Linked DNA regions of Sus scrofa: all the other regions are linked to region 3. The links are chromatin contacts, called in public Hi-C, HiChIP or PLAC-seq and promoter capture Hi-C maps. All regions are on one chromosome and are shown on one strand. Each heading gives the region's core, a stretch centred on a gene start, on an enhancer-like site or on the middle of the called end of the contact. The rest is flanking DNA. Distances are from core to core; before and after follow the strand shown. Region 1 overlaps LOC102158473 (a long non-coding RNA gene). Region 2 has its middle 110 kb from the start of IRF2BP2. Region 3 has its middle 140 kb from the start of TOMM20. Region 4 overlaps LOC102158473 (a long non-coding RNA gene). Region 5 has its middle 91 kb from the start of IRF2BP2. Region 6 overlaps LOC106505999 (a long non-coding RNA gene).

What was found. Promoter capture Hi-C pulls out the DNA fragments that hold promoters and counts their contacts. A called contact is a pair of places that touch in the nucleus more often than the background predicts. HiChIP or PLAC-seq counts read pairs in DNA pulled down with a chosen protein or histone mark.
Region 1: a Hi-C map of liver shows a contact between it and region 3, with 1.8 times the contacts expected there. The contact joins two enhancer-like sites. A contact is called at or near these places in 5 of 47 Hi-C or Micro-C datasets (fetal liver, liver and skeletal muscle) and 2 of 2 datasets of contacts at active chromatin or transcription factors (alveolar macrophages and skeletal muscle).
Region 2: a contact with region 3 is called in an H3K27ac HiChIP or PLAC-seq map of skeletal muscle. The contact joins two enhancer-like sites. A contact is called at or near these places in 2 of 5 promoter capture datasets (fetal skeletal muscle and liver), 2 of 47 Hi-C or Micro-C datasets (alveolar macrophages and embryonic fibroblasts) and 2 of 2 datasets of contacts at active chromatin or transcription factors (alveolar macrophages and skeletal muscle).
Region 4: an H3K27ac HiChIP or PLAC-seq map of alveolar macrophages shows a contact between it and region 3. The contact joins two enhancer-like sites. A contact is called at or near these places in 2 of 2 datasets of contacts at active chromatin or transcription factors (alveolar macrophages and skeletal muscle).
Region 5: a contact with region 3 is called in a promoter capture Hi-C map of liver, with 10 times the contacts expected there. The contact joins two enhancer-like sites. A contact is called at or near these places in 4 of 5 promoter capture datasets (fetal liver, fetal skeletal muscle and liver), 24 of 47 Hi-C or Micro-C datasets (alveolar macrophages, blood, brain and 12 more) and 2 of 2 datasets of contacts at active chromatin or transcription factors (alveolar macrophages and skeletal muscle).
Region 6: a contact with region 3 is called in an H3K27ac HiChIP or PLAC-seq map of alveolar macrophages, with 4 times the contacts expected there. The contact joins two enhancer-like sites. A contact is called at or near these places in 5 of 47 Hi-C or Micro-C datasets (blood, embryonic fibroblasts and retroperitoneal adipose tissue) and 2 of 2 datasets of contacts at active chromatin or transcription factors (alveolar macrophages and skeletal muscle).

Annotation. Positions count from the first base shown.
Region 1 is chr14:56,491,129-56,494,666 of Sscrofa11.1, reverse strand. All of the region lies in intron 4 of LOC102158473 (a long non-coding RNA gene), which reads left to right. Among named protein-coding and RNA genes, the nearest start is that of IRF2BP2, 53 kb to the left of the region's middle. Within about 2 kb of position 2,051, at least 4 of the 83 cell types and tissues checked have an H3K27ac peak or open chromatin away from gene starts, as enhancers often do. A contact at or near this core is called in fetal liver and liver, where this site is marked.
Region 2 is chr14:56,432,119-56,435,550 of Sscrofa11.1, reverse strand. No RefSeq gene overlaps it. Among named protein-coding and RNA genes, the nearest start is that of IRF2BP2, 110 kb to the left of the region's middle. Within about 2 kb of position 1,945, at least 37 of the 83 cell types and tissues checked have an H3K27ac peak or open chromatin away from gene starts, as enhancers often do. A contact at or near this core is called in fetal skeletal muscle and skeletal muscle, where this site is marked.
Region 3 is chr14:56,248,347-56,252,043 of Sscrofa11.1, reverse strand. No RefSeq gene overlaps it. Among named protein-coding and RNA genes, the nearest start is that of TOMM20, 140 kb to the right of the region's middle. Within about 2 kb of position 1,518, at least 69 of the 83 cell types and tissues checked have an H3K27ac peak or open chromatin away from gene starts, as enhancers often do. A contact at or near this core is called in alveolar macrophages, embryonic fibroblasts, fetal liver and 7 more, where this site is marked.
Region 4 is chr14:56,473,519-56,477,214 of Sscrofa11.1, reverse strand. All of the region lies in intron 5 of LOC102158473 (a long non-coding RNA gene), which reads left to right. Among named protein-coding and RNA genes, the nearest start is that of IRF2BP2, 70 kb to the left of the region's middle. Within about 2 kb of position 1,649, at least 27 of the 83 cell types and tissues checked have an H3K27ac peak or open chromatin away from gene starts, as enhancers often do. A contact at or near this core is called in alveolar macrophages and skeletal muscle, where this site is marked.
Region 5 is chr14:56,453,283-56,456,815 of Sscrofa11.1, reverse strand. No RefSeq gene overlaps it. Among named protein-coding and RNA genes, the nearest start is that of IRF2BP2, 91 kb to the left of the region's middle. Within about 2 kb of position 1,370, at least 35 of the 83 cell types and tissues checked have an H3K27ac peak or open chromatin away from gene starts, as enhancers often do. A contact at or near this core is called in embryonic fibroblasts, fetal liver, fetal skeletal muscle and 5 more, where this site is marked.
Region 6 is chr14:56,401,297-56,404,699 of Sscrofa11.1, reverse strand. LOC106505999 (a long non-coding RNA gene) reads left to right here. Exons shown (of 3, transcript XR_002338582.1): 1 at 1-2,017; 2 at 2,936-3,023. Among named protein-coding and RNA genes, the nearest start is that of IRF2BP2, 140 kb to the left of the region's middle. Within about 2 kb of position 2,024, at least 53 of the 83 cell types and tissues checked have an H3K27ac peak or open chromatin away from gene starts, as enhancers often do. A contact at or near this core is called in alveolar macrophages, embryonic fibroblasts, retroperitoneal adipose tissue and 1 more, where this site is marked.

The DNA.
Region 1 (3,538 bases), core at 802-3,301, 240 kb before region 3:
TGCAAGCTGAGGTGAGAGGCCTTGGGAGAAATCAAACCTGCTGATACCCTGATCTTGGAATTTTAACCTGTTTTTTGAAAATACAATTCATTTCATAATTTGGGTACTTACTAGTTTTTTTTTTTTTCTTAAATATATACCACAATCCATATCTCAGGAGATTATGGATAACAAACCTCAGTATGATTTCCTAACATGTTTCAGATTGGTTTTTTTTTGTTGTTGTTGTTCTAAATTACCTATCCCTACAGTCACTCTTTTGTACTTGTTGAGTATAGATTTAATTATTGTCATATGCAGTGGGTCTCTGCTTTTTATCAAGTTTTATTCAAGGAAAGTTTATGACAAAGTGAATTGCCTTGAAATAGATTATATTTTACCATAGGAACAGCGATGTAATTAAAAGTTTTATTCTTGATTTAACATCACATGAATTCTAGATATGACCATAATATGTCAGAAAAGTAAAAACACAGCTGTTTTAAACCTTTTTAATTGATTGCAAGAGTCAAAATAATGCCCAAGCCCTTTAAAGTGGGGTTAAGTAGACTATATATGTTTTGTAATAAAAAGGGCTGTGTGTGTATAAAATGTAAAAATTCAGGGAGTTCCCACTGAGGCTCAGCCAGTTAAGAATGTGACTAATAGCCATGAAGATGTGGGTTCGATTCCTGGCCCCACTCAGTGGGTTAAGTAGCCAGTGTTGCTGCACACTATAGTGTAGGTCTCAAATGCGACATAGATCCACTGTTGCTCTGGCTGTGGTGTAGGCCTCAGCCGCAGCTCTAATTCAACCCCTAACCTGGGAACTGCCATACGCCGCAGATGTGGCCCTAAAAAGATCAAGTAAATAAATAAAAATAAAATAATAAAAATTCCCTGTTTTTTCACCTTTTCCTTGACAGTCCAGTTTACACACTGGCATAAATTAATTTTAATAATGGATACTCCAAGTTGACAGGCCTTTACGAGTAACCCTTCTCTTATAGGAATGGGTTGAAATCCTTGAGTGGAAGTTGCCCACTGGGAGCCTCCGCCACCTCCGACTTCCCTCTCCTCCCCTTCCCAGCCTTAGCTCACTGTTCAGCCTGCTGGTCAGGAGCCCCCCTGGGTCCTTCACAAACACTCCCCTCCCTCCACCCCATCTTCCTGCTTCAGTGCCTTGTTCTCTGCCTGCTCAACCCTTGCCCATCTCTCCACCCACATAAACCCCTTTCCTCCTTAGGGGCTCTGCCCCAGTTCCTGTGCCTCCCAGACCCACACAGCAAGCCCCTACTGAGCCTGAGTACCCATATAGGACCCCAGAGGGCAGCTGGCAGGCCATCTTGCACCTCACTGGGGCATCACTCTGCTGTTGCTGCTGTGTTGTGCCACCCTGGCTGGATAGTCTGCTCCCTTCACCACTGTGCATCAGTAAAGGAGAGACACCAGCTTTTGCTGAGGGCCTACTATGTGCCAGGCACCATGGCTGGCATTCTTACATATGTCCCCTCATTGAATCCCTACAACCATGTTATGTGGCAGAAATTAGTATTTCCATTAACAACAGACAATTACAGAGGCTAAATAACTTCTTCAACTAACTCAGCTAAGAAGGGATGGGACCAGAATTTAAACACAGAAAGTGCACAGGAAGGATCTAAGACTAGAAATCGGGAGATCTCCAGTTCAATTAACCTCTCTGAATCTCATTTTTTTCCCATTAACAAAGAGGGCTAACAACACCCACCTCTTGGAAATGTGTGAATTAACAGGAGACATACTTTTTTTTAATCAACTGTGGTGACTATGGCTCCTGATGCTTAGTGCACTCTGAGGCTCAGTAAATAGGCATTCCTAGATTGAATTCTATTTCTTCTCATACAAATTGCAGAATCTCTTGTCTCGCCTGCCGTGCCTGCTGTCTCCTGTTCTGAGTTGGTTACAGTTATATTCACATTTTCAATTTGGAAAAAGAAAATCATGCCGTGATGGGCTGAGAAGCATTTCCCGGTCCAGAGGATCAGACAGTCAACACGGACCTGCACACATTTGCAAACATTACTCAATGTCCTCGGGAGAATTCCTCCCAGTATTTTGTAATCGGCGTTGAAGAGTCCTAACGAACTCCCCTGTGTCCTGTCTGTTGGTTTCCACTCCTTGAACGATAACAGTGGTTCACCCTCATGGTTGGGTTTTGCACTTATTAGGGCTCACTTAAATGGACTGAGAACCCTTGATAGGAGTGATTTTCTCTGCAGGCCAAGCTACCTAAGAAAGGCAGTATTAGTCACATGCAGAGTAATTTTTTTGTTTCTTTTTAAAAATCTATTTTATTGAAGTATAGTTGATTTACAACCATGTGTTAATTTCTGCTGTACAGAAAAGTGACTCAGTTTTATATATATATGATCTATGCCAGGAGATTGGAGCGAGTTCCCTGTGCTGTACGGTAGGACCTCATTGCTTATCCATTCTAAATGTAATAGTTTGCATTTACTAACCCCAAACTCTCAGTCCATCCCTCTCCCTCCCCTTAAACCCCTCCGCCTTGGCAACCACAAGTCTATTCTCTTGTCTGTGAGTCTCTCTGCAAAGTCATTTATTTTTGCTAAGAGTTCTGTTGTTCCTTTTCACGATAGCGGTAACTGAGTTTTGGCTTCTGACTTATCTTTCCGCACCTTCTGAATATTTGTGCACTATACTCAGCATCTTTTTTGGGGTGAGGTTCTGTTATTTACTTGGGGCTTCAGGTTTCCTTCTTGGTACTTGTCATTCCTTTTGTGACTACCCAGCTTAGCTCCTTGCAAACGCATTTTCTCTATTCTCATCACAGTATGATTTTGACCCTCAGCCTTCCTATTTAACCTTTCAGAAATTTCCTGAAGCAGACTCTTCTCGCCCTGCTGTAATTAGAGTTCCTGTCTCAGAACTTGCCTCATCTATAATTTCTCTCCTGCTTGTAGATTTCCTTTCATTTAAATAAGTAAAAGCAGTAACTTTTTACATTTTGTTTTACTTATGTATTATTTTTCGTCTTTTGTCTTTTTAGGGCCGCTCCCGCGGCATATAGAGGTTCCCAGGCTAGGGGTCAAATTGGAGCTGTAGCTGTCGGCCTACACCACAGCCACAGCAATGCCAGATCTGAGCTGTGTCTGCAACCACACTACAGCTCACAGCACGCTGGATCCTTAACCCACTGAGCAAGACCAGGGATCAAACCTGTGTCCTCACGGATACTAGTTGGGTTCATTAATCACCGAGCCACGACAGGAAAGCCTACATTTCTTTCTTTCTTTCTTTCTTTTCTTTTCTTTTCTTTTTTTTTTTTTTTTTTTTTTTTTTGTCTTTTTGCCTTTTCTAAGGCCACTTCAGTGACATATGGAGGCTCCCAGGCTAGGGGTCAAATCAGAGCTGCAGCCGCCAGCCTATGCCAGAGCCACAGCAACGTGGGATCTGAGCCACGTCTGCAGCCTACAGCACAGCTCACAGCAACGCTGGATCCTTAACCCGCTGAGCAAGGCCAGGGACCAAACCTGAAACCTCATGATTCCTAGTC
Region 2 (3,432 bases), core at 696-3,195, 180 kb before region 3:
TCACCAAACTCCTGAGAACTAACTCTTAACCAGCAGTTAACCAGAGGGCACCAAGGTGCGTTACTGGTAATTTTCCCCTGACTGCAGAAGGAAGGAGCAGCGTAATTGCTCTATCTGCCCTGACACCAAATCTACTTTCATGTGTTACCACATTTCTTGGCTGATGACTACAAACCCCAGGAAAAGGACCTGGCTGCCAGGAAAGGGTTGGAACTCTGATTTTAGATAAGTCACTGCCTTTCCTCCCAGAGTCCAAGTGGCTCTGTGTGCCTTCTGATATTTCTACTTTCTGATGCATGGAAATGAATCTCATCAATGCAGATCTTGGGAAATTGCCAGCCAGGACTGTGAAGTTTTGAGTACAAAACAATCATGAAGGGAGTTCCCGTTGTGGCTCAGTGGTAATGAATCTGACTCGTATCCATGAGGATGCCACTTTGATCTCTGGCCTCACTCATTGGGTTAAGGATCCAGCATTGCCCTCAGCTGTGGTGTAGGTTGCACATACAGCTCAAATCTGGTGTTGCTGTGGCTGTGGTGTAGGCCAGCAGCTGTAGCTCCGATTTAACCCCTAGCCTAAGACCTTCATATGCCGCGGGTACGGCCATAAAAAACAAAAAAAAAAAAACCCAAACAAACAAACAAAAAAAAGTGAAATAATCGTGGAGATGTTGAGAATAAGCCTTACCATCCCAGTCTGAGCAAAGTTCAGCGATTTCCTGTACAGTCCCAAATGGGTCCTTCTCAGCAAGACAGAGCTGAGACTTTTTTTTTTTTTTTCTTTTTATGGCTGCAGCATATGAAAGTTTCCAGGCTAGGCATGGTATCAGAGCTGCAGCTGGGGTCTATGCCACAACCACAGAACACTGGATCCAAACTGCATCTGTGACCTACACCACAGCTTGCGGCAACACCGGATCCTTGACTTGCTCATCGAGGACAGGGATCGAACCCACATCCTCACAGACACTATGTCGTGTTCTTAACCCACTGAGCCACGACGGGACCTCCTAGAGCTGAGACTTTAATGTGACAAGGAATATGTTAAGTCTTGTTGGAGAAAACTAGGCACCATGTCATGGAAGCCACTTACAGACACCTCGACCCTCTCACCAGTTTCTCTGTCTTGGGCTGTGGATTCTGTCTACAGAACCTCCCATCATGATCACCAGCAGCGTGCATGATTGAACAAAGAGCGTCTGGGCCCTCTTGAACACTGGCGATCTCTGTTGGATGAAGAGTGGCAAGGAAGCCCCTCTATTTCCTCATCTTAGCCCTTCACACTTCATCCCAGAAGCTCCACGGGACTTCCAGAGGGCAGCTCCCATCATCAGAAGCCTGCTGAGAGCAGGGAAGTGGGCTTGCAGGCTCCTAAAGAACCAGGGGCACTGCCTACAGAGGGTGATGGACATCTGGCCACACACACACACACACACACACACACACACGCAACTCACACTCACACACAACACGGTTTGAGTGTCAAATGTCCACGGGCATCATCCCCATTACAGCTGTATTTGGGAAACATCAATATTAAATATTAGCTATATATGCTTCACATATTACAAGGATAACAATCTGTTCGCACATCTGTTCTCTCTACCAGACTGTACGTCCCTTAAAGACAAAGATGGGGGTCTATCAACTTTATATCCGCAGCAGGAGACCCTCAGCCCCAGCACACAGTGGGCGCCGGATAAATATTAATTGACTGAATCAGGAAACTGAAGCACGTCCTCAAGGCCAGCCTGAAACCCAAGCCTGGACACAGCCTCCAAATTTCCATTTGCAGTCTAGTGCTTTGGCCAGGGGTAGATGAAAGCATGTGTTCCAAGCTTTGCATGATCCACAAAGAATTTTTTCTAAGCTCATTTCTAAGAAGGGGCCAAGGAGCTGTGCGTCTTTTCCTCTGGACCCAGGCTTTCATGCCTCTGCCCGATGAGTGCAGCCCGACTGCCATGCAGAAGACAGCAACCTGTGGTCTCTCTGAATGTCACAGCTGCTCCCCGCCCCCCACAAGCTGCAGGATAAACATCAGCCAGGAGGGGAGATGCTGCTGCAACGGCAGGCTGCTCTCTGCTCATCCTGCCCAGGGTCACGCTTTGAAAAATATCTCTGATTTTGTTTTCCTAGCTTGTTAACCTTTTCCTTCCCAAAACAATGCCGGTATTTGTTTTGGCTGCTTCTGCGCACGGAGGACGGGTCTGAGTTGGAGGCACAAGAGCATTTTTCCCTTAATCTCATTACAAGGGCTCCTCACTCTTGAATTCTTCCCAGGGCTCACTTGCTGTGAAGTGATTTCCTCTTGGAGTCGTTTTTTTTTTTTTTCCTCTTTGTGAAGCTGGGAGAACAAGTAGCTTTGGTTTTGTGGGGAAACAGGGAGAGACGGCAAAGACAAAGGCGGAGAAAGCCAAGCCCAGCCACCCGGGCACACACACGGGGCAGTTCTAAAGTAAAATGGACCCAACTTAAAATCTCTGCCACTCAGATTTGCCTGGGGGGACCACACTGAGGATGCGCCTCTCACTGCTGCCTCTCTTTTACCTGAAGTTTATAAAATCTGGAGTGAAAAGGGCCAGTGCTCTCCCAGCTGCCATTGCTCATGTGCTCAGAATATCTTATTTCATCCTTTCCAGCCCTTGAATGTTATCCGCCTGCCTGACTTGGTTCTCACAAGCGTGTGACTTTCCCACACTGTTCCTTCTTAGCCCAATGGACAAACTCACCTTGACTTTCTCGTCTTAGGTTTGAATGTTCATCCTCAAGCCTTAGAGGAATTTTCAGCCTAACCCATTTTTTGGTTAATTTTTCTACCTTTCACCAAAGTATTTCTTTCCCCCTTTGAATTGTTTCATAGATTGTGTCCACAAATACAGAACTGAAACTGCAAATACAGAACAGAGGGTTCTGGAAAATGAATGGTGGAGCCGGGGGGTGGGTGGGTAGAGGGAATCTGACAAAGTACACTGGCAATCAGTCTGTCGGCCGTGGCCTGAACCAGTCAAGTGACCAAGGAAAGGGGCCAGGCACATTTTGCCTGTTGTATATTGTATCAACTATTGTGTATTGTATGACCTGTAGATGGTATGTAGATTGCATGCACCCTGTTGCATGGAACGGAAACATGCCTTCACCTTTCCCAGGCCCACATTTTACTTTACAGGTTAACTAGAGAATGGTGCTTCCTACCCTTTGGGAGGCAGTGTGGGCCAGTGGTTAGAGCAGGTGTTTTCAGCAGCTTTCCTGGAACTGAGCCCTGGCCCTTTCTCTCATTAGCAACTTACTTCTCCTCACCTATAGGATGGGTATGGAGTTCCAGAGATCATTTTTTTCCTCCCCTTAAGCATTTGGACATGAACTGAGAGAGGGGAATATAAAACACAGTCCCAGGAGTTCCCATTGTGGCACAATGAGATTGGTGGTGTCTTG
Region 3 (3,697 bases), core at 269-2,768:
TTTTTACTAGGATAAAAATTAACTTGTGCGGCCTTGGCCAGAAAACAGATTGAACTCTACCATCTGGGTAGCGGAAATGGTATTTCTTTAGCCTCAAGTTACATACAGGTTACCTCTGCCAGCTCCGATTTTATTTGTAAATAGGCCCTGGCTGTCCAGACAACAGAACTGTGGGAGGCTTCTGGGAAGCACAATCAACCCAGCCAACGTACTAAAAAGGGTGACTCTCTGGAGGGAGCTTAGGAAACAGGGCCGCCCCCATCATCCTGGTGTTGTGCATTTCCCAAGAAAGAGGTTGCCACAGGGGCCGGGGAATTGCCTTCACCCTCAGAAGCCAGCGCGCGGTGCAAGGCGGTGGCCTGCGGGCAGAGCAGGCGGCACACGTGGGGCGCGGGCGCCCGGGGGCGGGGGGGGCGGTTCCGGGGGCGGGGCGGGCGGGGCCACGTGACCGCGCCCGCCGCGGGCCCCAGCTGCAGCTGCGGTCCCCTCCCGCGGGCACTTTTCCATCAGCCTGCAAGCAGCTGGATCAATTTACTCGGGCCCCAGCGCCCTGCTCCAGCGCGGGCTGAATTATTACTCATGGAAATCCCCTCTGTTTCAGGAAATCAGGTAGCTTTCAAACTGCCAGCAATTAATGGCCTTCTTGGTCCAGGGAGAATAGCAAAACAAAACAAAACAAAATAACAGACTGCAGGCTACAGGTTTCCAAACAGGCCGTTTGGTTTCTAGTAAATTAGAGGGAGTGGGCGGTCGAGGTACTAAGTAATGTTATCCTGTGGAGTGTGGTCTTCTTTGACGTCAGCAAGATGTTTCTCTCCCCCACTCTCCCCCTCCTTTCCTTCCTCTGTCTCCTTTGCCCGTCCACCCCCTCGCCTTTTTCCTCCCTCCGCCTTCCCTCTTTATGTCAAGGAGACAGATGACAGAGGGTAGCTCTGGAAAATCGCTCAGTGTTGTGCAACAGAGCTCCGAAAATTCCTACATTTTCAAAAATGAAGGCTATGGCGTGGGGTGGGGGGTGGAGACTCAGCCACCGTCTCAATTAGCCAGCCAAAACTCCATGTGACTCGGGAAAGGAGGGGAAAGGCTGCTGGAAAGGCAGCGGTCACCACCGCCGGCTGTACATTCCTCTTTTCATCTCGCCCGATTAGCAGTTCTGTCTGAGGGAACATTCTTCCTGTGGCAAAGAACACATTCTTGCCTCCAGTCCGCCTGAAATAGAATCCTGGAGAGCAGGCTGCGGCGCCCTGTTCCTGCATCCGGGGGCCCTGCCCGGGCTGCTGTGCCATGATTCCCCCCCACCCCCAGACCTCTGCCCACCCAGTTGTTTCTCCTCTCCTCACCGAAGGCAGCAACAGCTGCCCCGATGTTGACACAGAACTCTCTTGAAAAAGCATCCCAAGGCTAGGTAAGCAGCTGTAGCCTGATCCTGCTATCTTTCTATTGCCCCTTTAAATTGCTTTCGTGGGCCCCATTGTTTCAACAGGGGCTGCGGTGGACACTCCATGCCGGGTGCTCCCGCAGTCACGTGGTGAGTGTTGGTTAGAGCAGGCGGTTCCCTACGTGGCTCTTAATTGTCATGTAGCCTCAGCGAGACTGCTTGGTTTCTAGAGTAACCCGACTCGCCTTCTTTGTCCAGGCAGCTCTTTAAAAGCAGAAATCTGTCCCAGATTTCACATCAGGAAGCAGGCAGGATGGGGTAGGGAGCAGACCCGGGGTGCGCGGGGAAGGTGGGGCCGCTGGTTTTCTACCTCTGGCACGTGGTGGCTCCTCCTTCATACCTTCTCAGATCTGCACAGCCAGGGCCTCAGAGGACCTCAGAACAGGGAGTGCTTTCTAAACAGAGCCTCCGAACTGCTCTCTGCAGGCATTGAGTTCCTATGAAGAATGTATTGGTGTTGAAAAAATACATGCACACAAAAAAAGCGGAGGTCATCTGAATCTATTCAGAAATTAAGACGTGGAAACTGAAAGACTAAAGAAACCTTCCTGTGTGTAATGGGGGGGGGGGTGCATGGGAGTGTCATAAGCAGGTGACAGCACTTTGGTAAGGGCACAGGCCCAGCACACAGATCTCTTTAGTGTAAGTTTTGAGAGGAGGGGTGAATGAGCAAGGGAATGAGTAAGAGGCATGAATTTGTTTGGAACACAAAGCAAAAAAGAGCCCAGACTTCCTGGGAGGTGAGGAGGATAGGGTGGGGCAGGTCTGCCAGAAAGAACCATTTGGTTTGAAGGAGAATGGACTTCTAAAGTGTAAACTAGGAGCCCGACATAATGACAGGTGACACTAACGACATTAGTTGATGGATTAAACAGATCCGTGAAGCGGATATGGCAAGTGCATAAAGCAGCACTGCCTAGTCCTCGCGGCACCCTCCCTAGGTGGGAACCATCTGGAGAGTCTGTCAGCTCCTTGGGGCATAAGGAAGAGACTCCTGGACCCCCGGGTTTCAGGCAGACTTGAAGCAGATACAGCCCACACAGATCTTCAAGGGCGGTCCATCCACGTGGGCTCTTTGGCGGCCCTGCCAGTCTGGTCTCACCTCCACTGTAGTTTCTGCCACTGCCGAGAGAGAGGGCACCTGCTCTCCTGCTGACTTGACCGTGGAGACCCTCAAGGGAGGACTGAGATCTGATCTCCAGGCAGCAAAGTCCTGCCTGCCTCTGATGGCTCGGCTGCTGCTTCTTGCCAGCAGAAGCATAGCTTCCAAGGAAGTCTCTGAGACACGATGGCACTCCCCCTGGGAACACTTCTGGCCCTAACCTTGCTGGGTGACCTCTGGGCTCTCAGGGAAGCATCCTCCCGCCTCCTGGGATATTAAGGGATCCAGGTAGGCAGAAGTGATGCCCAGGGGCCTCTCTCCCCAGGTCTCTCTCAGCTTTGAGAGAGGAGCAAGGAACAGAGGTTTCTCCCAATCGGCGTGATTATCCTAGACATTCTAGTTGATGACGCACAAGCAAGTTCTCCATTCAGCGACGTCACAAGGGTCCTTTTCTCCACTTCACATTTCCACTCTGGGAACCACACCTTCACTTTGGGCCACTTCAGGGGAAGTTTCCCTCCTTCACGATCTCCACATGGGCCTACAGGTTGCTTCTTTTTTCTTCCAGACAGGCCTTAGAGTCCTGGAGTCACAGGCACTTGATAATGCCGTCCTGCGAGGGCAAATTTGAAATCTCGGGGACAGTATTCTGAGGGAGGTGAGTTGGAGCTGCTGGGAGGGCCCTTGGAGGAGGAACTTTTGGTCACCAAGACAGAGCAAAGTGACTGTCCACTTGAGTGTCCTTCTCACTCCTCAGGCACCCTAGCCCCCACTCCCCACCCCAACAGATTGGATTCCTGCCACCCACCCATTGACATTCCATTAAAAAATTTGGACTATCAACAGGTTCCGGAACATTGCTCCCTAACTTGGCAGATGTGTAATCTACCTGAACAAAAGGACAGAACACTTAGCCACTGCCAGGTGGTTAAGCAAGGGCTTGGCGAAGCTCTTTGGCTAATAGCACACAGACCAGTCTGTGCTTGTGTAATGGGGCAAAGGTGAAGTAGATGCCCCAGTGTCCTCCTGACACAGCAAGTTGCCAGCCTCCACTGAACACACACACACACAAAACCCCCAGTGTGCCTGAAAGATGGCACAGGGTGTGCTTCCCACAGCCAGAGCCACTGGTTCCACTTCCAGCTAGCTGCCTTCCT
Region 4 (3,696 bases), core at 400-2,899, 230 kb before region 3:
TCTACATCCTTAACCACTAGGCTGCTAGGGAACTCCCTCTTTCTTTCTTTTTAAAGAGCCTTCTTTTAGGTTTGGAAATCCCAAAGTGTGAGCAACCCTATTACGACTTGGATTTTGGCTTCTGAACACGCACGTTAATATGCGACTATATGCTCAAATGATTTTTGCGTGAAATTCACCCAGGCTTTCCAGGAACCAAGGAATCCAGCAGAGGGTTTCGTGAGAGCTTGCATGCAGGCCATGAATAAGACCATTGAGCAACTTTCTTGGGCTATAAATACCTCTGCGGCAAGCTTAAGAATTCAGTGAAATCCAGGGGGCACACGCATCTTTGAGGGGACAGACCCATGTGGAAGAGGGCCAAAGTCAAGACATGCTTTCCCTTGGGCACCATTTTTTTAGACTGCTTGTGGTGGGATTGGCCCGTGTCTCTCTGCCCACACAAACTCTCAGCTCCTAGCAGCTCTTCTGGAACATCTGGGACTTGCAGCAGCTGGGCAAGTGGAGTGGTCCAAAGGAAGAAGGGACTGGTGATGAAGAAGGGCCAGGCTGCCAAAACTCAACTGAGAAGATGGCCAGCATGACCCCCCCTCCTTCTTAAGGGCCGGAGTTCCTTCAGAATGAGCCAGATCCAAACAGGGCCCTCCCCGACCTGTAATGCACAGCTTAGCAGAGGGTCTTAGGGAAAACCGCAGTCCAGGCTGATGCTGCAGGGAAGTCCAGGGATCTTTCAGCCAAAGGGATTGGCTAGGGGTGAGGCTAGGCGGGAGCAGAGCTTGAGCTCATGGTACCAAAGGGACACAGCCTTAAGGACAGCACTTCCAATCACATGATAGCATGACAGGAAACAGTAAATGGAGAAACCAATGAGAAGGCCCAGGACACTTCTTTGGAAAAACCCAAGAAGGCCTTGAGCACCAGCCAGGATTCTACAAGGGCTATTCACATTTGGCTGGAGGCCGGCTCTAGGGAGAAGTCACAATCAAACACTCCCTGGATGTGTCTTCAGAGGAGTGATGCACACTTCTGAGCTCCTCTGGGGCCAAGCGAAGCCCCAAGGTCCCAAGGTCCCCAAGTAAACAGAAGACGGCCTCCCACACTCCTGGCGCTAACACGCAGGAAGCTGCTGGCCTCTGGCCCCTTATTGGCTGGGCCACACCTCTCATGACAGCCTTCTTGGCCTTACAGGCCCTAGTCATCCCAGCTGGGTTAAGAAAAGGTAACAGAGTAAGTGGAGAATTCAGGGCACTGGGCGGAGTTCAAAGATAGACTTCATCAGCGTAAGCAGCACTTTCCTGTTTTTAGGGCATATAATTACAATGTCTGCATTCAGCTTGGGATCCAGCTTCCTAGACTGACTCAGTCCACAGCAGCCCCTCCCTCCCTGTCCTTCTCCAGGACATGGATTGCCTTGAATCATTCTTAAATGTTTCCTGTATATACCACATTCTTTCCATTTTCCTAATCCTACGCTGTGCCTGGAACGAAACTCAGAGGCAAGGAAATAATGGCCCCTTCTTGTCCTCAAGGGGACTTACAGTCCAGTGAAAGAACAGGCATGCAGAGAATAACGTTACTGTGACAGCACAGAGGTGAGAGACCCAAGGCCGGCTTGGCTGGTAGGCTCCACAGGAGGAGAAATGGACCAAGATGTTACCCAGGCGACAGTAGGTGTGACTTGATACCTCACACCAGAAGTAGAAGCCAGGTGGAGAGTCACTGTGGAAAAGCACCTGGAAATCTAAAACCAGGGGAGCCTGAGTGGCCAGAAATGGAAAACTCAAGTGGGGGCGGCAGGGGCTGGTGTTGGTGGGGGGGTACACAAAGCAGAAATCAGGAAGCAGAGAGCTGAGACCAGTGAAGCGGAAGCTGGGGCTCTTGCCTAAAATTGCTACTACTCACAGCTTGGGGGGGGCGGGGGTGAGGCCAGGACTAAGCTTGTAGATGGGTCAGCTAGACTGCAAAGATCAGGGGCAGGATGACAAGAGATAGCAGATTTAGGAGATGATTAGGAGGCAACTGATTATGAGGCAGGAAGGAGAAGGAAGCATCTAAAATAATCCTGAGGTTCTAGCCTGGAGGCGGCCTGGCAAGGCGCCTGGTAACATAAACCAGCAGACTAGGGGAGGGGCAGGCTGGAGAAGGAAGGGGCTGGTCCCTCTGGGGCAAGTTGAGTGTCAAGGTTTTCACGGGGTGACCCAATAGACTGGTTAGGGAGTCACTGGAAATACAGCCTCTGTACCCCAGGATCCGGATCAAGACTGGAGACTGCATCTGGGGGTCATCCGCCAGGAGTGTAGACGGTCACCACAGAAGGTGATTGGCAGGTCCCAAGGCCAAAACATAGGGATCCTGCATGTCCCAAGAGCGGCTCTGAGTATGAGAGAGCCATGTATTGGGGAGGCGGGGTGGGTGCAGACGCTGAATCTCAGAGGCAGGGAAACAGGTGGAGGAGGGGACCTTGAGGCCATGAAGGTACCCTTCTTCAAAAACGAGCTTGATGGTGAAGGGAAGGCATGACATGGAGCAGTCATTTGAGAGGGGTTTTTTAGAGCAGGATGTCCTTGGCATGTTCCAAGGACATGGGAAAGGAGCCAACAAGTAGACAGCATTGAAAGTTCAAAATAGTGGAAATGATGGCAGGGAGCAGGAGGTCTGGGGGAGGGGCTGGCGAGGGGTCAGGTGGCAGAGCATCCTTTAAAGGGCCGCAACCCTTCATTTTCAGAGGCTGAGGGAGGGCTTGCAGGATGGATGAGAAGCTGGGCAAGGTGGTAGTGCCATCAAGCAATAAACACACCACTGCTCCTAGGACCGTGTGTGTGTGTGTGTGTGTGTGTGTGTGAGAGGGGCGTGAGAGAGAGAGAAAGAGAGATCTCAGATTATCAAGGCAAGGAGTTCCCACTGTGGCACAGTGGGTTAAAGGATCCAACATTGCTGAAGCTGTAGCGTAAGTTGCAGCTGCAGCTCAGATTCAGTCCCTGGCCTGGGAACTTCCATATACTGAGACGTGACCATAAAAACAACAAAAAAGATTATCCAAGCAAGTCTTTACAAAGCGCTGAGTACCAGTCACTCTTCATCTCTTGAGAGCTGGGCTGTGCCTTTAAAGGTTATTTGTATTGACCTGGCACACTTTGCCAGAGTGAATTTAATAGGAATAAGATGAGGAGAAGAACTCAACTTACAGTTGAAAAATAATAATTACTCAGTGAAAAGAAAGGATATTAAAAGAAAGAAAGCGTTTCCTCTCTTTTAAGTTGCTATCTTGTTTATATGCCTTTTTTTTAATTATAGTTTATTTACTGGAGTTCTCCTGTGACACAGAGGGCTAGGGAACTGCATTTGTCACTTTGGTGGCTTGGGTCACTGCTGTAGCACAGGTTCGATTCCTGGCCTGTGAACATCCACATGCTGTAGGCACAGCCAAAAAATATAGTCAATTTACAATGTTGTGTTAGTTTCAGTATATGGCAAAGGAATTCAGTTACATATTCTTTTTCACTTTCTCTTCCATTATGGTTGATAACAGGATACTGAATCTAGTTCCCTGTGCTATACAATAAGACCTTCTTGTTTATTTATTTTATATGTAGTAAAAGAACCCCAAACTCCAAATCTAGCTCTCTCCCCCATCACACACACCTTTCCCTTTGTAACCATAAGTTTGTCTTCTATGTCTGTGAGTTTGTTTCTGTT
Region 5 (3,533 bases), core at 121-2,620, 200 kb before region 3:
TCATTGAGACACTGATGAAACCAAATGGGAAAGAGCTGCAAACACCAGAGAGACCAGAGAAATTATGTCAGTGGCAGTGGAGGAAAGAACCTGGGGAGGGTTATCCTGGGAACCCCGGAGTTAGTACTTCTGGGGGCCCGAGAGTCCCAAATGAGAAGGTGAACAATGCAGGGATTGTTTGGTGGGATCTGGGAGAGAAAGATGACAAGTAAGCTTAACACAGGGAAACATACCAGAACGGATAGTGAGGAGCTCAGGGAAGGGGCCGTCAGCCCAGGCTCCCCTGAGTGGTTGAGATGAATCCAGACAGCTGACCCTGGGAGGCTCAGAGGGAGGTGGTGGGGATGCAGCCCAGGATGCAGGGTGTCCACAGAGCAGCATCCTCAGGGCTGGAGGCAGCTGTGCCATGAGTCACACTGACTTCTCCCCAAAGGTGAGTCTCAACAGTCCTGCCATACCTGGAGCTTCTTTTGTTCAGCAATGATGTCCACATGCTGACAGTGCATGGAGGGCAGAGCGGGAAGGAAGGCACGGACAGATACAGTGGAACAAAAGGAGATGTAGTTGGGACCTCCGGGAAGAATTTTCCCGAGTGACATCTAAATAGGCTGCAAATGGCCCTTTGGAGGGAACTCCCATCCCTTGTCATAATCTAAACCAGGACCGGACTGGGAGGGGTGGCAACACATGGGTGTCAGGGGGAGGGCGGGGCCACCCCGCTTCTTTGTCTCGTCAGCCCATGACCCACGGGGTTGAGGCTTAAATGTGCCATTCGTCTACTGCACGAGGATCCTTGAATCCCCACACTAGGTGTGTCCATTGAAGAGAGTTCTGCCCTCTCCCAGGGGAAAGCTGGGGGTTAAATCTGTAACTGTCAGCCTGCCTGGCAACAAAATAAAAGGAAACCACATTCTTCATGAATGAAGGAAGGAGCAGGAGGAAGGTAGTCCCCCCCCACCTTCTCTTTTTTTTTTTAAACATGAGTAAGATCCTCAATATGTTTGAGATTATTTAGCAAATTCTCTGCAAGGGACCACAGGTCACTAGCCAACAGATCATGGATGTAGAGACCGCAGGCTTCTTCCGACCCTACCTCCCACCGTTGCCCCAGAGGTAGCAGGCTGGGCATCATGGGGGTCTCTGTTTAGTGAACTATTAATGATTTATCAAAGTCCAGACCCCTGCACCATCCGTCCAGTGCTCAGAATGTTATTAGAAAATCCTATTTCTGGTCTGTTATGAAACAGAGGTTTTGATGTGCTGCCAGGTTTATGGGGAATTCTGGAAACAGAACACTTGCTGCTCTGAGGAGCCGAGGCCAGTGGGTGTTACATAAAGCTTTCCTAGCAACTCAAGTTTATCAGAGAATGTGAGGCTGCAGTGGAAAAAAAGCCAACGAGTTAATGCAAAACATGAGCCAACCCACTATCCCCGCTTGCTCCGAGGCCAGCCAGCACATTCATGGGAGTGATTTTAACCCGCAGTGTCCCGGCAGGCCTGAGACTCCAGTTAGCTGCAGGTTCAGCACAAGAAAGCTGGGGCTGCTCAGAGCTGAAAGGCACCTTCTCACGGACCTCATGAAATGCCAAGCCGCCCTTGCCACCTCTGCACCCACAGCTTATTGAAATTCATACAAATGCATCTTCTTCGGCCTTCTCGGGGCTGCTCCCGCTTTCTCTGGGCACTGCAGAAATAAATGAGGGCAAGGTCACAACGCAGAATCCCTGCCAAGTTAAATGCATTGGATGGCGCGACTGTCCATCTGAAGTCAATGGGCGAGAATCTAATTTCCAAACCCCTGATCCAAAATGATGCAGCTCAGGATCGAATCCTTTTCTGGTGGTTGGCTGCCAACATTTGTTCAGTTTCTGAAAAGTCTATGTCCAATTGGTTGTTTTAAATCTCCCAGAGCTGGGAGGGTGGGGGTGGTTGGAGAGACCTGGGAACAGAAAACCACACAAAATCCCATTTCAAAGCTGCAAATCAGAGCCAATCGCCATCATGATCTGCTTACCCATGACAGTCTCAACTGCAGCGTTTTAGAGAGGAAAGGAAGCTTTCCCCACCCCTGAAGGTGAGTCCAACAAGCTGAGCAGGACTGGGCTGAGGGGCATGTGTCAAGAGAGAAAGTGGTTGAGTTGAAACTCAAGGGGCCCAACGAAAGTATTTGGAAAGCAGTGTCCCCTTTCACAAACCTGCCAGGGACTGGAGGGCCCTGTCTGTGATGCCACCAGACCCCAGCTCAGTGCCCACCTCCCCAAGTCAGTCCAGAGCACCATCACTCCATTTGGGCAGGAAAAGAATGATTTTGTGAAATCCCGGAGCCCCATCTGTATGATGACACTCGTCCAGTGGGAGGATGGCCTTTCCTGACATAAATGGGATCACTCCAAATCTAGAGAGTCTGTATCCCCAGGGCTTCTCTGCTGAAGAACGTGCAAGGGGCTGAAAAGTGTCAAAGCTACCTCTTTGCCTTAAAGCTGCAAAAGAAGCAAACCCCAAGACATCCTAGTTGAACTTGAACTTAAATTCACCTAGTAGAAGGTGAATTTCTATTTTAGGTAGTCCTTGAGAAGTCACCAGAAATCCAGAAAAGAATTTGCTCTGAGATGCCTCTTAAAAGATTTCATTCAAAGTGGACCAAAAAAAAGGAAAAAAGGTGGCAAATACTCAAAAGAGGGCCACTGACCGACCCAAGGAGAACAGAGGCGTCTAGCCACAGTCCATGTCCCAGTAGGTCTCTCTATGTCCATTAAACAATCAGAGGAGGGGAGCCTCCTCAGAAGCCCTCAAGCATCCCTGCCCCCTCCAGGTGGAGGCACCTCCTGCAGCCCTTGGACGCTGACGAGTGTCTGCTGGTGGAAAGCTGTCCGCACCCAGCACGGCCATAAATGAGTCCATTTCCATCGCCATGAGATCAATACTACTCATTTTTCTCTTGCTGGCTCCCGAGTGATTCATGAATCTGAAAACTAGTTCATGAATCAGAGTGAGGTGGGGGGGCGGGGGCCCATTTGTGCAGTCGGAGAACCTCCATTCCTTTCATGAACCCAGCCGTTAGTTGCATAATGCTTGCCTGCCTGCTGGTTGAAACCAGCCTTGGGGGAGGGGCGGGGGAGACGCTCTTGGCTTCTACTTACTCACCTGGTCTCCTGCTTGCAAGGAAAAGAGTGACCCTGGGTGCTGATTGCGTGTCCGTCTGTCTCAGTGGGTATCTCTGTACCCTTTGTTTGCGTGGCTGTGGGTGTGTGTGCAGGTGCTCGCACGTGTGCAATGGTCTTTGTGCACACATTTTGTGTGTGTGTGTGTGTGTGTGTGTGTGTGTGTGAACGAGCAACATATGACCGGCCTCGGGCCCTTTAAACCTGAATGGGAGCCAAATTCATTTCTCAGCGGAGCTTCATAAGGAAGCACAAGACGAGGCAGTTGGAAACCACAGCCCTGCGAGTGCTGATTACAGCCTGCTAAGGAAAATGAGATTTTTATCTCACAGGAATTCAGTTATAAAAATAAAATACAACGTCTGGCTTGAT
Region 6 (3,403 bases), core at 775-3,274, 150 kb before region 3:
TGGCAAAGGCAGGCCTCCAGCATCCAGGCGTGGCCCACAGGCCTGGTGTGGGTCGTCTTCCCACTCTGTTGGCTCTGCTTGTGCATCCTGAGCACCTGCGGGGAGAACACAGCCCCACCGGGCTCTGATCCCAATCAGAACCCGCTCCCTCCTGTGACTTGCAGAGCCCATGTCCATTTAGAACACAGGGGCCTCTGGGAGGGTGCCGGATTTAGCAAATAAGAACAAAGGACACCCAGTTAAATGTGATCCTCGGATACACAGAGCATAACTTGAGTGTAAAATGTCCTACATATTGCATGGGCCGTACTTTTAAAGAAAATAACGTGTAGGACATATTGGCATTCCAAGAGTGATTTTTTTTTTTTTTTTGGTGGATCTGAAATTCACATCTAACTCCATGTCCCGTATTTTATCTGGCAGCTCTTCTGAGGTCCCCAGAGAGTCCCAGACCACAAACCCCAAAGTCCACTCTCCCCACGAGTGGGTTGTGTGGAATGTGTCCCATTCGGGAGAGATCAGCAAAACCAGGGGGGAGTGAGGGAAGACCGCCCTTGTGTCACAGGATAAAGAAGAGAGCGTTCTCAAATCTAAAGGCCTCCGCCGTATAGCCCTGGGAACTCTATCTAGTCACTTATGATGGAGCATGATAATGTGAGAAAAAGAATGTATACATGTATGTGTGATGGGGTCACCTTGCTGTGCAGTAGAAAACTGACAGAACGCTGTAAACCAGCTATGATGGAAAAAATAAGAATCCTTAAACATCCTAAAGGCCTCCACATCATATGTACCTAGGCTTGTTTGAGCCACCAAGGGAAAAAGGACAGAGATGAGTCTTGAGGACAAGCCTGGTCTTCGAAGAGGCCAGTGACTTGACCAAAGAAGAAGGAAGGATGCTGGCCAACTTTGGGAACCCAAGTCTTGGGCCAGTCGTCCCCAGCCCTTTGGTACCTCCGCTTTGAGGGTCCGCGTGGACGCCTGCGCTCTCCGTAAGCCCCGCTTGCCTCACATGGCTCATAGCCCTCCTCCTCACTTAGCTCCCCGTTAACTTTGAGAATGGTTTCCAAAGAGAACTCACAGACATCACAAGCAGAAAAGTCCGAATCTCTGCACTGGAGACTAGAAAGTTCTAGAAGATCAGCGGAGGAGAGTGGGCTCAGTCTCCACCCTCCCAGGTCCTCTTCTGGAGGAAGTAAGCAGCATCTGGAAGAAGGGAAATGACCAGAAAACCAGGCAGATAGGAGGGGTCAGCACAGAACAGAGCAGCCCCCAGGCGACCCTCAGGCCCGAGGGCCGGGCAGGAGGAAGAAGGTTCTCAGGAGGAAGAGCTGCTGATGTTTCTAATCGGTCGCCAGGACTCTGAGGCTCCCTATCGGGCTTCCCCTTATGGAAGTGATCACTAAGAGCGTGCTGGGCCTCGGGGTCCAGAAACCAGGCCTGACATTTTAAACCCTCCCCTTTAGGGTATTTCGGGCTTCCCCTTTTGTTCTCCTCTCCGATGTCCCACTTCAGGAGCCGAGGTCTAGGATTGCACGTGGTCGACAGGGAAGTGCAGCAGCGGGGGCTTTTCTGAGTGGTCCCCCACCGCACAGCTCCGGTTTCCTCTGGACATCAATTATGGGCTTTTACATAAGACGGCTAATGCGTTTTCAAAGCAGGCACATGTTTTGACAGTTTGGCTTTAGTTGAAATATAATTAAACTTTTCAAAAACAAGGGCTTTGAAACTCAATCTCCACACTGTTTACACGTGGGTTGTTTTTTCTCTCTCTCTTTTTTTTTTTTTTTTTTTTTTTCTTTTTTTCCTTTTTTCTTTCTTCCCCTGAAGAGTTGGGTTTTGACTTGCTGCAGTACAATGAAATCGTCCTTCACTTTCTGCACTCAAAACAAACCCCGGTCTCGGGCATTCAGCTTTTCTAGCGCTGCATAGCTGAGAGTGGAAAAAATAACATCTGAAACAGGATGGGCTTTTGATGCTGCGTCCTTATGACAGACACATTTGAAAACCACCGCTGGTGAGTCACGAGCATTCTATGCATACCCTCTCTGAGGAGCAGGAAGTGTGGGTATTTTAAACCCTGAGGCGGGGAGGAGTGTTCAGATGCATCTTCAGGCCCTTGGCCTGCAGTAGCCTGGCCAAGTGTAGCCCAGCCTTCTGCCAGCGTCTCTTTGTTCTTTTTGCCCTGGTTTTGCTTTTCTGCTAGCAAGCCAAGTCTGAGGAGCAGAGAGCTAGCGATTTCACAAAACCAACCAAAATTAAAAAAAAAAAAAAAAAAGCAGCCACAACCATCAGGGCCCGGTGGTGGGTAGGGGTGGTGGGGGCAGGCAGATGGGGCCCTGAGATGTCCTCAGGCGACTTGCTGGGGACCCAGCCCTGCGGCTCCGTGGACAACAAAGAAATAAAGAAGTACGCTCCCTGCCAGCACGACTTCTAACCCAAGTCTTTAGCTGCGGGCAGTGTTCTGACTCCTTTACTCCAAAGGCCAAAAGAACAAGGAAGAGGGAAAAATAAAGACACGGAATTGAACTGAAATGACTTTGGGTGAAAGATTTTTTTAGGAAAGAAGGACTTGGTGGAAATGAGCCAAGGGCTGCCATGAAAGAAGTTATAAATCCTAACCTTGTTTGGTAACGGAGCCCCAGAAAGGGGCACTCAGAGCTTTTGAGGATGGGGGGTGGTGGGAGGGAGTAGCCAAAGCGGGAGACTTCCGCTTCCTCTGAGAGGGAAGTCTTTTCCAGAACAGCAGCCTCTGAGACCGCTGGCGGGTGATAGGCAGTAGATTCCTGCAAGAATCCATTTTGCTCTGATGTTTTTGTTGTTCTTGACAGTTTTCTTAAAGAGGTGGAGTCATTCGGGAAGTGCAAGCCCAGCCTTTGGCCTCTTTAGTCCACAAAAGCATCCCAACCATGACATAGTATTTCTCTTGTCACAGAGGCCAGCCGCCTCCTGATCCTAAGGGAACCTCAGGATTTTGCCAGTGGAAGAAGATCCCCAAGTTGTAACAAGCAGCTCCAGAAGAGGTCAGACTGCTGGGAGCATCACGGAATCTTGGGGGTGGGGGTGGTTTATCAGGACGTGCATGCTCAGAATGGCAGCCTGAGAGGACTGGGAGTGTGTGCGTGTGTGTGTGGGGTGTCCAGGCCAAGCGCAGGCAATTTGAAGCATCTGGGATCTGTCACAGAGGCAATGCATGGGACACAAAAAGGACAAGCCCGTGGATTGTCTCCTGCCACTGCTGTAACAAATTACCAAAAACTCAGCCACTTCAACACCTTTTTTTTTTTTTTTTTTTTTTGGCTGCACTCATGGCATGCAGAAGTTCCCAGGCAGGGATGGAATCTGAGCTACAGCTGCAACCCAAGCCACAGCAGTGACAACGCCAGATCCTTAACCCTCTGAG